Regions from separate parts of the Sus scrofa genome. Here region 1 is linked to region 2. A link is a contact called in public HiChIP or PLAC-seq data. All regions are on one chromosome and are shown on one strand. The core of a region is the stretch at or near the end of the contact, and the rest is flanking DNA. Distances in the headings are between cores, read along the strand shown.

Region 1 (7,312 bases), core at 2,500-4,999, 200 kb before region 2:
AAACTCAACTTGTCCTTTCTTATTGAAGAAGAACTTGGAATCATTATATCCCCATCCATTCCATTTCATAACTTCTTGCCTAGTAAGCAGAAAAATATATATTAATGAGATCTATATTAAACTTCTTAAAACTAAACATAGTATCAATGACAGTTATTAACTTTCACATTTAAAAGAAAAACTTATTCTACTAATATTATGTTGCTTTAAATAAAATGAATATATACCAAAATGTCTATGTATTAATACTTCTAAATATAGGATCACTCTGTTGAGCAGCACCTGCTTCACAAAGGGCACTAACCACTAAATTTAATGCATTGAAAAGAAAAAGGGCAAAAGAAGAACAAAGGAGAAAAATATTTTTAGATTAGAAATATGCTTAATTTCGTACATGTTACTGAGTTTACATTACAGGACAGCCTAAAAAGTCTGCAAGTAAAACAAAATTCATTTGAATAGGAACAAATTTTTGTAAATGTTAGAAAAATCACAATTATTAATCTTCTGCTATGATGAAAAAGACCAATTTACAAAATAAGTTCACTAGCAGTGACAATACTAGTAGTAGACACTTTTAATAAAGTAGATTAAAAATTTGGAGTTCCTATCATGGCTCAGGGGAAACAAATCTGACTAGCATCAAAGAGGACACAGGTTCAATCCCTGGCCTTGCTCAGTGCGTTAAGGATCCAGCATTGCTGTGAGCTGTGGTGTAGGCTGCAGATGCAGCTTGGATCCTGTATTACTGTGGCTGTGGTATAGGCCAGTGGCTACAGCTCTGATTCAACCCCTAACCTGGGAACCTCCATATGCCGTGGGTGCAGCCCTAAAAAGACAAAGGAAAAAAAAAAAAAAAAAAAAAACTGAACACTGGGAAGTTCCCTTGTGACACAGTGGGTTAAGGGTCCAGGGTTTTATGCAGTTGTGATGCAGACTGCAACTGCAGCGCAGGTCCAATCCCTGCCTGAGAACTTTTACATGCCATAGGCACAGCCAAAAATAAAAAAAAATCTGAATGTGGATTTACAAACATTCTAAATCCTTCAACTTCCATGTAAATATCAACATCTATCTTGACCTACCCATTAACATTAATAGTTAATGACCATACCAGTTTTCAGTGTTCCAAAACAATGTTATTTTCAATCATTTCCATGAAAATCAATGACTCACTCATTCAATTTTACACATTATGAAAGAATCAGATAGGTCTAGACCCATGCAGCACACAATAAGCAACCACACTGAAGTACTGTGTTAGCATTTATTATGTATTTTAGCATAGTGCTCTAGTACATCTGGACTATTGAAACCTACTGTAAATCCAATAATGTAGTTTATGATGAAAATAGTTGAAGAAAACTTTTCTCTATGGATAAAGTTATTTGCTGCATTAAAATTTCAAAATACATCCCAAGAAAAAAATCTGTAACTGTGTGGTGATGATTGTTAACTAACCTTATTACGGTGATCAATTCACAATATATATAAATATCAAGTCATTACTCTACACACCTGAAAGTACTATTACATGTCAATTTTATTTCAATTTTTTTTGTTGTTGTTTTTTAGGGCCGCACTGCAGCATAGGTAATTCCCAGGCTAGGGGTCGAATCAGAGCTATAGCTGCCAGCCTGTGCCACAGCCACCACAACATAGGATCCAAGCTGCATCTATGACCTACACCACAGCTCACAGCAACACCGGACCCTTAGCCCAACTGAGTGAGACTAGGGATTGAACCCGCATCCTCATGGATACTAGCTGGATTTGTTTCCACTGTGCCACAAAGGGAACTCCTTACTTCAATTAAAAAAAAAAAAAAAAAAAAAAAAGCCAAAAGAAACAAAGATGTACTCACTGAGAAGTATTCTAATTCTCCATAATTCTCAAGGAAGAAAATGACAACTGACAAGCAAACCTTTTATTACAATCATAATTCCCTTCCAGTTCAAAGACTTTTCAAACAAGGAGAACACTAAAACAATGAACCAAATACAGTCATTAACTGTGTAATGAAATCCCCATGTATACATAAAATTAAGAAAAAAGAAACTAGAAATGCTCTCTTTAAAATTAGTTTCAGAGTTCCCCAGTAGCTCAGCAGGTTAAGGATCCAGTGTAGTTACTGCAGTGGCTCGGGGTCAACCTCAGCCTGGGAACTTCCACTTGCTTTAGGCGCCACCAAAAAAAAAAAAAAATTAGTTTGTTATCAATAAATACTATAGTCCCTATACAAAAACAAACTGTAAAACACCTTAAACAGTATCAAATCCAGAGCATTGGAACTGTAGATGAGCCTGCTTTAAAACATTGCTCAATGTTTTCTTCTAATAATCACATTCCAGTTGCAGTATGCTGAAAAACAAAGAGATTTACAAACTTAAGACTCTTGAACTTAAATTGTTGAGTTGGGTAATAAAGAACTTCAAAATTCTGCCTAAAATATGGGCCTTGCCATATTAATACCAACTATTAGAGGCTTTCCAGAAGTTGAAATGCAGGCATTTGTAACACATTTGTATCTCCAAAAAAAATGCAATGTTGCTTAAATAGTGTATAGTAAAAATCTAAGTTACCCCCAAACGAATCTTCTGACATTTTCTTTTTTTGTTTTTTGCTGTTTTTGTTTTTTAGGGCTGAGGCTAGCAATCTAATCCAAGCTGCAGCTGCCGGCCTACACCACAGCCACAGCAACATGGGATCCGTGGGATCCAAGCCACGTCTGTGACCTATACTGCAGCTCAGGTCAATGCCACATCCTTAACCCACTGCTAGGGGCTAGGGATCAAAGCCACATTCTCATGGATACTAGTCAGGTTCGTTACCCACAATGCAAACTCCCAAGACTTTCAAAGTACCCCATATGTTAAATAAATAGTAGGCAAATTTCCTAGGCTTCCGGTTTTAAACTTTTATATACACGTATCCCCTCAAATTACTAACATTTTCTATGACTGTTAAACACAATTATGTGATTATATTAAGCTTTAACTTCTTATATAGAAGAATGTAATGAGTACACTAAGGGGCATCATAGTACTAACATTTCAAAAATTAGAGTAAAACTTTACATGGTCATAGAATTCTAAAGCTACAGAGGTTCTCAGAAGCCATTCAGTTCAATTGCTCATTTTTCAGATGAAGAAACTTGTACCCAGAGAAGTGCTAACCTAGTTGTATCAGAAAACGATCTCCCAGTCTTGTCATTCTTACTCTTTAGAGAGGAATATCTGAAACTCACTATGTCATGCTCTTAGGTAACCAAAATGATTTAAAGGAACCTTTTCTTCATCACATTACTATTTTTCTAAGCACTACTACGTGTTATTATTATAGTCATTCTTCCGGAAGTGACGGAAAGGAAAATATTTAAAAATCAAGGAATTTGGTTATGTCAGGAAGCACAATGATTTGTATTCCCTTTATCTGTAAGACTATGAATTTAATTGTGCTACTCAGAATAAGGATCCCACAAGCACTGAAGATTCAAATAATTCAATTCTCAACTAACCATACAGTTCAATTAACCAGACTGATCTCTCAGATTTTTCAATTCTTAGAACAAAACACATGACGACCCCTCCAATCAAGTGAAAAAAAAAAAAAAAAAAACTGGATTGATTTTACCACACACACACACCAAAAAACTCCAATGTTTTACACATTTATACATCTGGCCACAGTACCAAATAGTGAAAAAACGTATTATATCTGGCATAACCAAAAAAAAAAAAAAAAGAGAAAGACATAAAATAGCATCACATACACACAAGGTGGCAGTATTCTCCTATGATATACATACTCAGTAGTATGTATTTCACAGTGCTGTTGTTTCAACAATTTTAACAGAAATTTTAGATTTAGCATTATTTTTATGAAAATCATGGAGTTATTCTATTCTTAAAATAGGAAAATTTCACTTTTAAGTCTGTACAAATTACAAATATTATTCTATTATTAGATTAATATCCTCTAAAAGTGATAAGCTGCAAGCATCCTGATATGAATGTATACTTCCTTTGATTACTATTTCTAATCATATTTTTCATTAGAAAATAAAGAAAAATTTGCTTTGAGCTATTTTTATTTGGGTTAGCAATTTAAAAAAAACTTCAGCTAACTGATAACTTAAAAAAAGGATCTTTTTCCAAAACAATCCCAATAATCAAAATTCTAACAAAGATACATCACTACTCAGTTCAGATGAAAACCAAATTTTTATCTATATTTTCCTATTTTAAACAATAAGAAAAAGAGCATATGATTTCAGGGCTTTTGAAAAATAAAAACTAAAGTATGAAACCTAAGCTCCAATGCTGATTTCTAATTAACCAAGCTCGGTATCAGTTAAATTCAAATTAATTCCATACATATGTAGAAGTTAAAAATTTTCTTTAAATCTTTCAAGGGTATTTTTGGTGCTGATTAAAATCCTTACTATCTGGTTATGTGCTTAATGCTTTAAGATCCAAATAATCCAAAGAAAATCATGAAAGTGAAGTAAAAAATAAAAGTGATGAGAAAGGGAGTTCCTTGGTGGCTCAGCAGGTTGGGGATCCAGCAGTTATCATTGCTTGTGGCTGAGGTCACTGCTGTTTAATCCCTGTCCTGGGAACTTCAGCATGCCAAGGGTGTGAACAAGAACAACAAATAGATGAGAAAGATACCAAGATTTGATAAATAAAATAAATATTTCCTTGAAAAGACATGCTACAAAAAATTCCTATAAATAAAATAATATTCCTACTAGCTTTTTTATTTTAAAAAAACTAGGAACTCGAAGCTGAGTTCCCATTAGAAATGCAAAGGCCTAATGAGGGATGAAATCTGCAGAATACTGTTTAATTCTAAATTTAATTTAAAACATACATGCTTTAAAGTACATTTAAAGTTATTTCTAAAGACTTAATGGCAAAACTCCTATACCGCTATTTACAATGCTTACTGTCTTTTTTCTTTTTTTTTTTTTGTCTTTTTACCTTTTCTAGGGCCGCTCACCCAGTTATGGAGATTCCCAGGCTAGGGGTCTAATTGGAGCCATAGCCACTGACCTACGCCAGAGCCACAGCAACACCAGATCCAAGCCACGTCTGCGACCTACACCACAGCTCACGGGAATGCCGGATCCTTCACCCACTGAGCAAGGCCAGGGATCGAACCCACAACCTCATGGTTCCTAGTCGGATTTGTTAACCACTGTGCCATGACGAGAACTCCCAATGCTTAGTTTCTTGATCTAACAGTAGAATTAATTCATTTCAAAAAGTTGTTAATCTAAGTAGCTTAGTTATAAGCATAATAATTTATGCATACTATAAAAGAAAGCCCCTTTACAGAAAAAGAATAGAAAACTCAAATAGAAGACATGGATAGATCATCACCACTTAATTAAACTACTACAAATCTCACAGTTCTAAGACCATTAAAACATTTAACTTAGATAAATGCCATCAGGATTTGAAAGCTTGACACCAACGAACATATGAATCTTAAAATATTTCCTCTTGCCCTGTTTTAAAACTCACCAAACTCCCTCTTCCAACTATATTTCCTACAGAGAAAAACTAGCCAACTGAAATGTTTAAGAGGCTTGACAGTTTTGTTTTTTTCATCATGAATTAGTCTATTGGCACTCTGGCTTTGGTCACTAGAGAAGGTAGTTACAAGTCAAACTATCTAATATGACTGATTCTGGGACCCTAACAAGATCAGGCTTCTGGACAGGTCAACTTAACACTTCTCCCCAACAAGATAATAGTGAGCTTCTCCTTTCAAAACCTAGACATTATCATGCAACAGTTTGAACTTCAACACGAATTTCAATCTTCCCTCAATATCCCCCCTAAATTAAAACTCTGGTTGCCATAATAAAAATTTGGCCTTTCCGAACAATAAGTCTAATTTTATCCAATGTGATAGTGTAAAATGGATTAAATACAAGATTTTAGACACAGAAAGGTGTAGTAAGAACTTGGAAAAGAGAAACCAACAAGCATTACTGGTAAACCACTCCACAGAGCAATAGTGTGCTAATTTTTCATAGGTTATGCCATGTTTAACAGCCAACTATACAACTCCCAGGTATATGCTCAGTAGGAGCTCACATACAGTTCCATAAGGAAACATGTGATATATTCTCTGGAACATTTTTTGTAAGAGTAGCTGGACACATGACTAAAGTAATGGATGAGTGGTAAATAAAGTCCATGAAATACCATGCAGCAATCAGAAGCAGTGAGCTAGGGGTGTGTATGTACGTAAATAAATGTATATACATACGCATACATATATAGAGAGATTTTTTTAAACAACGGCAAACAAAAAAGGAGAAACAGTATGATCTATAACATAATACCATTTAAGCAAATTAAAAATATGCTAAACGATATTGCATATTTTACAAACTACACGTGTGTGTGTATGTGTGTGTGTGTATACACATACACGAACATTCATGGGTGCCCATGGATGGGGGCAAATGGGATTAGAAATCAGAGACTGAGGAAATAATAATAAAAAGGCCTCATACTCATTCATAGGCAAATGCCATGATCCAAAAACGTCTTACCACAACTCTGAGCCCTAAAGCAAATATGCAGCTCAGTCCTTGAGTCTCAATGAAGTTTCTCCATGTTTCAAGAAAATATTCTTTCACATACGTATAGAAATTCCATGATAGTTTGTTATAAAACCTCATTGTTGGGTTTCTTAGCAATCTCTACAAGTTGTTGGGGTTTTTTCACATTACATAATTCCATGACAAATGAGTCAGCTTCAAACACACAGCAAATCAAATACATATTTAACTTCCTACAGTCAACTCTTTATGGTTTCCAAGAATCTGGTACATCAAAGAAACTTTTTAAAACCACGGGAGTTCCCGTCGTGGCACAGTGGTTAATGAACCCGACTAGGAACCATGAGGTTGCGGGTTCGATCCCTGGCCTTGCTCAGTGGGTTAACGATCCGGCCGTTGCCTTGAGCTGTGGTGTAGGTTGCAGACGCGGCTCGGATCCCGCGTTGCTGTGGCTCTGGCGTAGGCCGGTGGCTACAGCTCCGATGCGACCCCTAGCCTGGGAACCTCCATATGCCGCAAGAATGGCCCAAGAAAATGGCAAAAAGACAAAAAAAAAAAAAAAAAAAAAAAAAAACTAAAACCTGAAATCAAGGGTCAAAAATTGTGTCCCCGAGGTCCAATCCCTATTATACTCACTATAAATTAACGATGTAAGAAAAAGGAATATACAGGTATGTGGCGGGGGGAATCTTACAGACAGAGGCACAAAGAATTGGGGAAAGAAGGGAG
Region 2 (7,622 bases), core at 2,526-5,025:
GCCATGCTTGCTCAGCACCTCAGGTTTGTGTGTAGAAGAGCAGTTTAGTTTTTCCTTGGGCATTTTTCTTCCACGCTGTCTACTGTCATGCTCTTGCTTGTTATGGGCACCACCCCCACTCTTTCCTCTTAGATGGATCGAGAGCTTTGCAGAGAGATGGGTCACTTGTGGGGTAGGTCATGTGCCCAGTCACAGGACTCCTTCAGGACAGCTTGCCGCCTGTAGGTCAGCACAGAACACAGCCCCGGGCCTGCGGGGCTCCCTACCCGTGAGTCGTGAGTCGAGGGCAGACAAACATCTGCTGTTCTTGTTTGCAACATAAAGGTTTGCGTGTTTCCTACAGCACCAAATCTCTGAATTTTTTCTTAGGAAACACATGAAAATCTGAGTAACGTGGTGCATGACATCAGGCTGTGACAAGCAGCCTGTCATTGTGCATCCTGAATTTGATCAGGATATCTGTTTTAAGAAATTCAAAATCGGTTAAAACTCAGCTTTTTTTTTTTTTTAAACATTTTTTTGCTTTTGTTTTTTTCCTTTCTGCCCTCCCTACAACATGTGGAAATGTAGAAGTTCCTGGGGCAGGGATCGAACCCGTGCCATAGCAGTGACATTGTGGGATACTTAACCTGTTGCACCACCAGAGAACTCCCAAATGTTTCTTTTACAGACCTCTCATTGCAAGAATAAACAGAAAATACAGAAGAAAATCTCTGAGAAACACTTTGAAACCTGTTTTTTTTTCTATTATCTCATCGAAGACTGCTCAACCTGCATTAAGAACAGTTAGATGTTGTCACTTGAAACATCATTTTGGTGGCATTCCTGGCGGAGACAGTTAGCCAGGGCTGTAGGAGCCCCTCCACCTCGCAGGGTCTAGCGTTATTTCAGATCAGATAGCAACAGGTTCTCAAGACCTGATCCAAACGACATTTCATGTTTTATTTTTCCTGCCTGTTGATTAGGTGTCCTTGTCTAATTATGCTATAGGAAATTTTAAAACATAGGAAAATTTAAAACAGTGTGGAGCTATGCTTGAAGGGTAGTCATATCAGGAACTGAGCAGCAGCTGAGTGTTGTGTACATTAAAGTTTACATAAAAGTGTATGTTGGTTGTTTGTATTTACAACACATGTGGCACATGCCCAGCAGTCAATTTCAGATCTTCCTTGAGGAGGAACCAAGTACTTTCATTGCTGAGTGTTGTTTTAGGCTCCAGCTTATAGTCAGGTCTGCAGCTTCATTATCATCCTTTGGTCTGGAGTTTGGTCTCACCGAAGATAAGCAGTGGGGTAGTTCTCGTCGTGGCACAGGGGAAATGAATCTGACTAGGAACCATGAGGTTACAGGTTCCATCCCTGGCTTCGCTCAGTGGGTTAAGGATCTGGCATTGCCGTGAGCTACGGTGTAGGTTGCAGGTTCGCCTCAGATCCCGTGTCATTCTGGATGTGGCGTAGGCCTGTAGCTGTAGCTCCAGTTTGACCCTTAGCCTGGGAACATCCATATTCCTAGTGTGCAGCCCTAAAAAGCAAAAAAAAAAAAAAAAAAAAAAAAGGATAAGTGGTGGGACCCATCTCTGTTCAGGGTGTATAACAACATTTGCATATACATTTATAGAGAAATTTCTTCTACATGTCTCATTAGATCCACCAACATCTGTATAGCAGGGGTAGAACAGTTATAGTTGCGAGTTTATAACCAAATCGTATGAATCCACTCAAGACATCTCATTGATGGGGAGAAAGGGAAGGGAAAAGGATAAAACAGTTATATCAACTCTGGGTGTGACTGCCACCAATAATTTTAGAGTAAATTACATTAGAAACTTTTCTTCAGCTGACAGTTCTGGGTTCTAGGGATGCTTTGGAATAGTCATACTTGTAAGGTGTTTCCAACAGAAATTCTTCAGTGCTCTTTCAGTTCTTTTATGAAAAAGTCAAACCTGGGAGTTCCCGCTGTGGTGCAGTGGGTTAGGAATCCAACTGCAGTGGCTTGGGTCACTGCGGAGGTGTGGGTTTGAATCCCCAGACCAGCAGAGTGAGTTAAGAATCTGGTGTTGCCACAGTGTAGGTCACAGATGCAGTTCAGATTCAGTTCCTGGCCGGGTGACTTCCATATGCTGCTGGGGTGGCCAAAAAGTCAAAACTGGGTACTGGTTTTTATCCTGGGATCTCCTAAGACGACTCCTCAAGCCGAGGCAGTCTGGAGAACATGGAGGAGAGATGTGTCCGAGCGGCCCCCAGGAGCACGAACAAGTATTTGGGTTTCTCTATTGTAGATCTTCCGAAGAACTCAATGTGCTTTCCATGTCAGTTTTTTAGGGGATAGAACAGGTACTGCTTACTTTGAGACACTGGAGTTCAACTGAGACTGCATGAATATGCTTTTAATTTGTAGCGCTAGCATTTGTTAAGTAGGGGCGAGTATGCTCTGTCTCCTTAGCACCTGAGTCCGTTAGCTCCAGTTTGGAGAAGGGCCCTGGAGAAGGGCCCAGACAAGATACTCAGCTATATCTTGATTCACTTAGAAGAGATGGCTCCCAACCTAATTAGAATTTTAAAGTAGGTTTCTCTTTATATCTTTGACCTTTCTGTTGGGCCTTTGGGTAAACATGTCCATTAAAATGGAAACAAATTATGTTTAAAATGGGAATTCTGCTCACGGTTTTTTTAAAGTGGGGAGTCCCCTGAGAAGATAGCCATGTATGACTGAATGCTCTATGATTTCTATTTTTTTACTGTTGCCAGGAAAATAAGCCAGGGGATATTTGCTCTATACAGCCTTCTGTAAAGTGACCACTTCTTCACACCACCAAGATGTCAAGGCAAAGTCTGTATATACAACGGTTTTTATATCCTGTCCAATTTAGGAACCATCATCCAGTGATCGGGTTTCATATTTTTAGTGTAGGCTAATGGTTAAAAAAGCCTGAGTCCAGGTTTGAGGCTGCCTGGCACTTTCTAGTAGTATCTCTTCTTTTTAAACCTCAATACGCTTATCTGTAAAACAGGGATACATGTTATCTTTATGTGATTTTCATGGTTTGTATATCTAAAGTATTTAGAACAATGCTTGGGATGTACAGAAAGCCAGTTCTCAAGAGCTACAGATACTGTTTTAACTATACCTACTGTTGTGTGCTTTGTACTGTATATTAACTGTTTAAAGCTAGATTAACGAACCTCATGAGCAGGGTTTTCACAGCATCTGAGATTCTAACACCAACTTTCAATCAAGTGGTTTCTACAGTCCAGTTGGCTGGGAGGTCTGTTCAGCCTTTATTGGGAGAAATAGCCTGACTGCTCACTGCAGCAACAGCCATGCTGTTTTTGTCCTTCGGAGCCTGAAAGTAGTAGAGCTGTGGATGCATTGGCTGTCTGATGCTGCCAGCCATGATCAGAACCGCGGCACAAAGTTTGATGTTTGTGCTTGCTGTGTCTACCAATTCCCTTTTAAGAGTCCCCTCATATCTTAAATGTCAATACCTTTCATCCTTCCTTGGAGCATGTGTGGTTTGTTATTATTAAGAGGATCACTTACTGTTTCTCAAGAGTGAGGCTAGTGGACACTGCTCCTTTCTCAATTCTTTGGAGAATCTCTTGCCTTACCCACACATCATATTACCATTTGCTAGGACTTAACTAATTTGTTCATACCCCAGGAGCTAAAAGTCAAAGCAAGAGGGAATGTTTGTATTTTTCACTTTCAGCATATAGAGTTCCCAAGCCAGGGATCAGATCTGAACCACAGTCATGACCTAAGCTGTGGCTGCAGCAATGCTGGATCCTTAACCCAGTGCTCCCAAGATGCCGCCCATTAAGTTTCGCCACAGTGGGAACTACAAGACGAAATGGTTTTTTTGTTTTGCTTTCTGTTTTTGTCTTTTTAGGGCCACAGCCAAGGCATGTGGAAGCTCCCAGGCTAGGGGGCAAAGCAGAGCTGTGGCTGCCGGCCTTCGCCACAGCAATACAGATCCAAGCCATGTCTGCAACCTACACCACAGCTCATGGCAACACTGGATCCTTAACCCACTGAGTGAGGCCAAGGATTAAACCTGCGAACTCATGGTTCGTTAACCGCAGAGCCACAACGGGAACTCCCAAAATGGTTTTTAATAATATAAAAGTTAGTAAAAAGAAAGGACAGAAAAAAGATAATCAACTGTAGGAAAGAGCAAAAGAATATTTCACAACTGCTAGACTGACTGACTGCTAGTCTTTAACTTGGATTCTTCCCCCACTCCTGTAAATTGGCTATTTGCTGAGCAAGTTTAGAAAAATTCCACCTATTCAATCATGTTTTCCAAACACCGTTTCTCATAATAAACCAGTGCTTGGTGTGTATGCACTGATTTTTATATCCTGTTAAACAAGGGTGGGATTTAACTCAACGTTTATGTGCAAAATTTGTTACTTTGCTTTTAGTGGTCTCTGCTGTACCCAAATTGTTAATAAGCCAATAAGTGATTAATGGATGGCTGTGTAAGTGGTTTTTAAAAAAATGAATAGACACAGGGAGTTCCTACTGTGGCACATCGGAAACGAATCCAACTATCCATGAGGCTGCGGGTTTGAGCCCTGCCTGTGCTCAGCGGGTCAGGGATTCGACGTTGTGGGAAAGCTGTGGTGTAGGTCAAAGACATGGCTCGGATCCTGCCTTGCTGTGGCTGTGGTGAAGGCTGGCAGCTACAGCTCCGGTTCCACCTCTAGCATGGCAACCTCCATATGCTGCAGGTGCAGCCCCAAAAGCAAAATACTACTACTACGATAAAATGAATTAAGTGATCTGTGTTTCCATTCAGATTTTGTTATCTCCCTACCCGCCACCATCAGCAATGACAGTGTAAATTATGTGGTATCCGCCATTTAAAAACCATTTTAATTCCCCCAAACCTTGGCCCCCAGCCACAGTGGTCAACCTTCTCTGCCACTGAAATCAGCTGGAGCCACTGAATCAGTTGAACAACTAAATCCCATTAATTAGAACAGAGGAGATAGAACTGACTTCTTTTCGGCCTAATGTAATGAGAAAACAAATGTGAAGCTGGTGCAGAAATTAACACTGTAAATTAAATATACATCAATTAAAAATAAAACTAAATTTTTAACTATGGCCTCTCTCCTTCTTTTTCTGTTTTAAACACAGGACATGGATTTGATTGACATACTTTGGAGGCAAGATATAGACCTTGGAGTAAGTCGAGAAGTATTTGACTTCAGTCAACGACGGAAGGAGCATGAGCTGGAAAAACAGAGAAAACTTGAGAAGGAAAGACAAGAACAACTCCAAAAGGAGCAAGAGAAAGCCTTTTTCGCTCAGTTACAACTAGATGAAGAGACAGGCGAATTCCTCCCAATTCAGCCAGCACAACACATCCCGTCAGAAACCAGTGGATCTGCCGACTATTCCCAGGTACAGGGTACTTGGTTCTTGGGAAGGTGCATGGCAGGGTTTAAAGAACAAATAGCGACTCAGGAGTTAAAACATCTGAATTTGAGTTCCAGCTTTGCCTTTTACTGTTAACAACCTTAATAAGTCAACTTCCCAACCTTGGCCTCCTGATGAAGTTCAAGCCTTGACTGACCTACCTCAGAGTATAAGGATTAGGACATAAATTACATGAAGAGAGATTTATAAACTGTAAAAACATCACGTAATTTGAACATTTGAGATATTGAAACATTTAATCAACACAGTATATGAATTAATTGCCATTATCCTACTTTATCTACAGATGAGCAATCGGAGCTCAAAGAGGTTAAATGACCTGCCCAGAAATTGGGGGAGCCAAGATTTGAAACCAAATAGTCTGGTTTGATTGTCTGCTCTTTATTAAAATGACTTTTGCAATAAGAGAAATGTCTGATTAACTAGACTGTAAACATTGTATGAACACTGAACAATTTTTTCTTCCTGTATATCTTTCCCTTTTATGCAGGTAGCCCACATTCCCAAACCAGATGCTTTGTATTTTGTTGACTGCATGCAGCTTTTGGCAGAGACATTCCCATTTGTAGATGACAATGAGGTATTAACATTTGGTTAACAGCAAATCTTCACACCTTATATATCCTATATTGATCCCTTTGATATGTCTTCATGAATGAAAAACAGTATTTTAGGAGCAAATTTTATCATGGAAACTTTGGCCTATAGGTAACTTTACAATTGGGGAAAAAACAAAAACAAAAACCACATAGTACAAAAAACGTTTACTCCTGCATAGCCAGAAGCATGGATCAGCAGAAACATTTGTTATAGTACTTAAAAATAAATTCCCATGTGTAAAAAGCAAGCTTACCAGGTAGTAAACCAAGACTTGTTCAATTAAGTTTTAATAAATTTATTGTTTAAACACTATACTAGGTATTACATAGAAAAATACACATTAAATTCTAAAGACTGTTCTTTTTTGAAGTTTATCTTCAGTGTACAGGATAAAGCCATTAAGCTAGTAAAATGAGTAAATCTGGAGTCAGTTGGACAAGGAAAAAAATGTGTTTCATTATCTAGAAATAGAAGTCACCATTATTAGGGAGTTCCCTTTGTGGCTTAGTGGTTTAAGAACCTGATATAATCTCCATGGGGATGTGGGTTTGGTCCCTGGCCTTGGCCAGTGGGTTAAGGATTTTGCCTTGCTGCAACAGTGTAGGTGTCAGATGTGGCTGGGATCCTGTGTTGCTGTGGCTATGTAGGCTGGCAGCAGTGGCTCCACTTTGACCCCTAGTCTGGGAACTTCCATATGCTGCAGGTGTGGCCATAAAATGGTAAAATAAAACAGTCACCATTATTAGTAGATAAATATCGAACTGTAGCCTATTCCAGTTTAAGATGGGATACCCATTTTGCTGGGTGGCAGATTCATGTAGATAAATGCCTTCTCAATTTTAGGTTTCTTCGGCTACATTTCAATCACTTGTTCCTGATATTCCCAGTCACGTCGAAAGCCCAGTCTTCATTGCTCCTAACCAGGCTCAGTCCCCTGAAACTCTTGTCAGTCAGTTAGCCACTACTGAGGTAGACGACATGCAACAGGATATTGAGCAAGTTTGGGAGGAGCTATTATCCATTCCAGAATTACAGGTAACTAAGATCTAACATAATAAATACCAAAGATGCTATTTTATATTTAGTCCCTTCAGTAATCCCAGTTATTTATATACTGCCTACTTAAATGAAGGATTAGAGTGAGCTTTTAGTCCTGAGAGCTGCCTATGCTCACTTCAGTGAACTTTTGTTAGTTCAATGGACTGGTATCTTGAGGACAAATAAAGTTACAGACCTGAAGTCTGGGAGTTCCTGTTGTGGCTCAGCAGTAACGAACCCAAAAGGTATCCATGAGAATGTGGGTTCAATCCCTGGCCATGACCAGTGGGTTAAGGATCCGATGTTTCCATGAACTGTGGTGTAGGTCGCAGTCGAGGCTCAGATCCCATGTAGCTGTAGCTGTGGCATAGGCTGGCAGCTGCAGCTCCAGTTGGACCCCTAGCCTGGGAACTTCCATGTGCCACAGGTGAGGCCCTAAAAAAGCAAAAGTAATTAATTAACCTGAAGTCTGATCTGGGAACTCTGAAAATACATATGCTTAGGCACAAACATCTGTTGGAAATGGGAATTATTTC

Evidence for each region. HiChIP or PLAC-seq counts read pairs in DNA pulled down with a chosen protein or histone mark.
Region 1: an H3K27ac HiChIP or PLAC-seq map of alveolar macrophages shows a contact between it and region 2. The contact joins two enhancer-like sites. A contact is called at or near these places in 2 of 47 Hi-C or Micro-C datasets (embryonic fibroblasts and epiblast stem cells) and 1 of 2 datasets of contacts at active chromatin or transcription factors (alveolar macrophages).

The regions. Positions count from the first base shown.
Region 1 is chr15:83,172,883-83,180,194 of Sscrofa11.1, reverse strand. AGPS (alkyldihydroxyacetonephosphate synthase, peroxisomal) reads right to left here. Exons shown (of 20, transcript XM_021075128.1): 2 at 1-79. Among named protein-coding and RNA genes, the nearest start is that of NFE2L2, 30 kb to the right of the region's middle. Within about 2 kb of position 3,749, at least 5 of the 83 cell types and tissues checked have an H3K27ac peak or open chromatin away from gene starts, as enhancers often do. A contact at or near this core is called in alveolar macrophages, where this site is marked.
Region 2 is chr15:82,975,479-82,983,100 of Sscrofa11.1, reverse strand. It overlaps NFE2L2 (nuclear factor erythroid 2-related factor 2), which reads left to right. Exons shown (of 7, transcript XM_021075131.1): 4 at 5,146-5,412; 5 at 5,939-6,028; 6 at 6,892-7,083. The coding sequence starts at 5,149. Among named protein-coding and RNA genes, the nearest start is that of HNRNPA3, 21 kb to the right of the region's middle. Within about 2 kb of position 3,775, at least 2 of the 83 cell types and tissues checked have an H3K27ac peak or open chromatin away from gene starts, as enhancers often do. A contact at or near this core is called in alveolar macrophages, where this site is marked.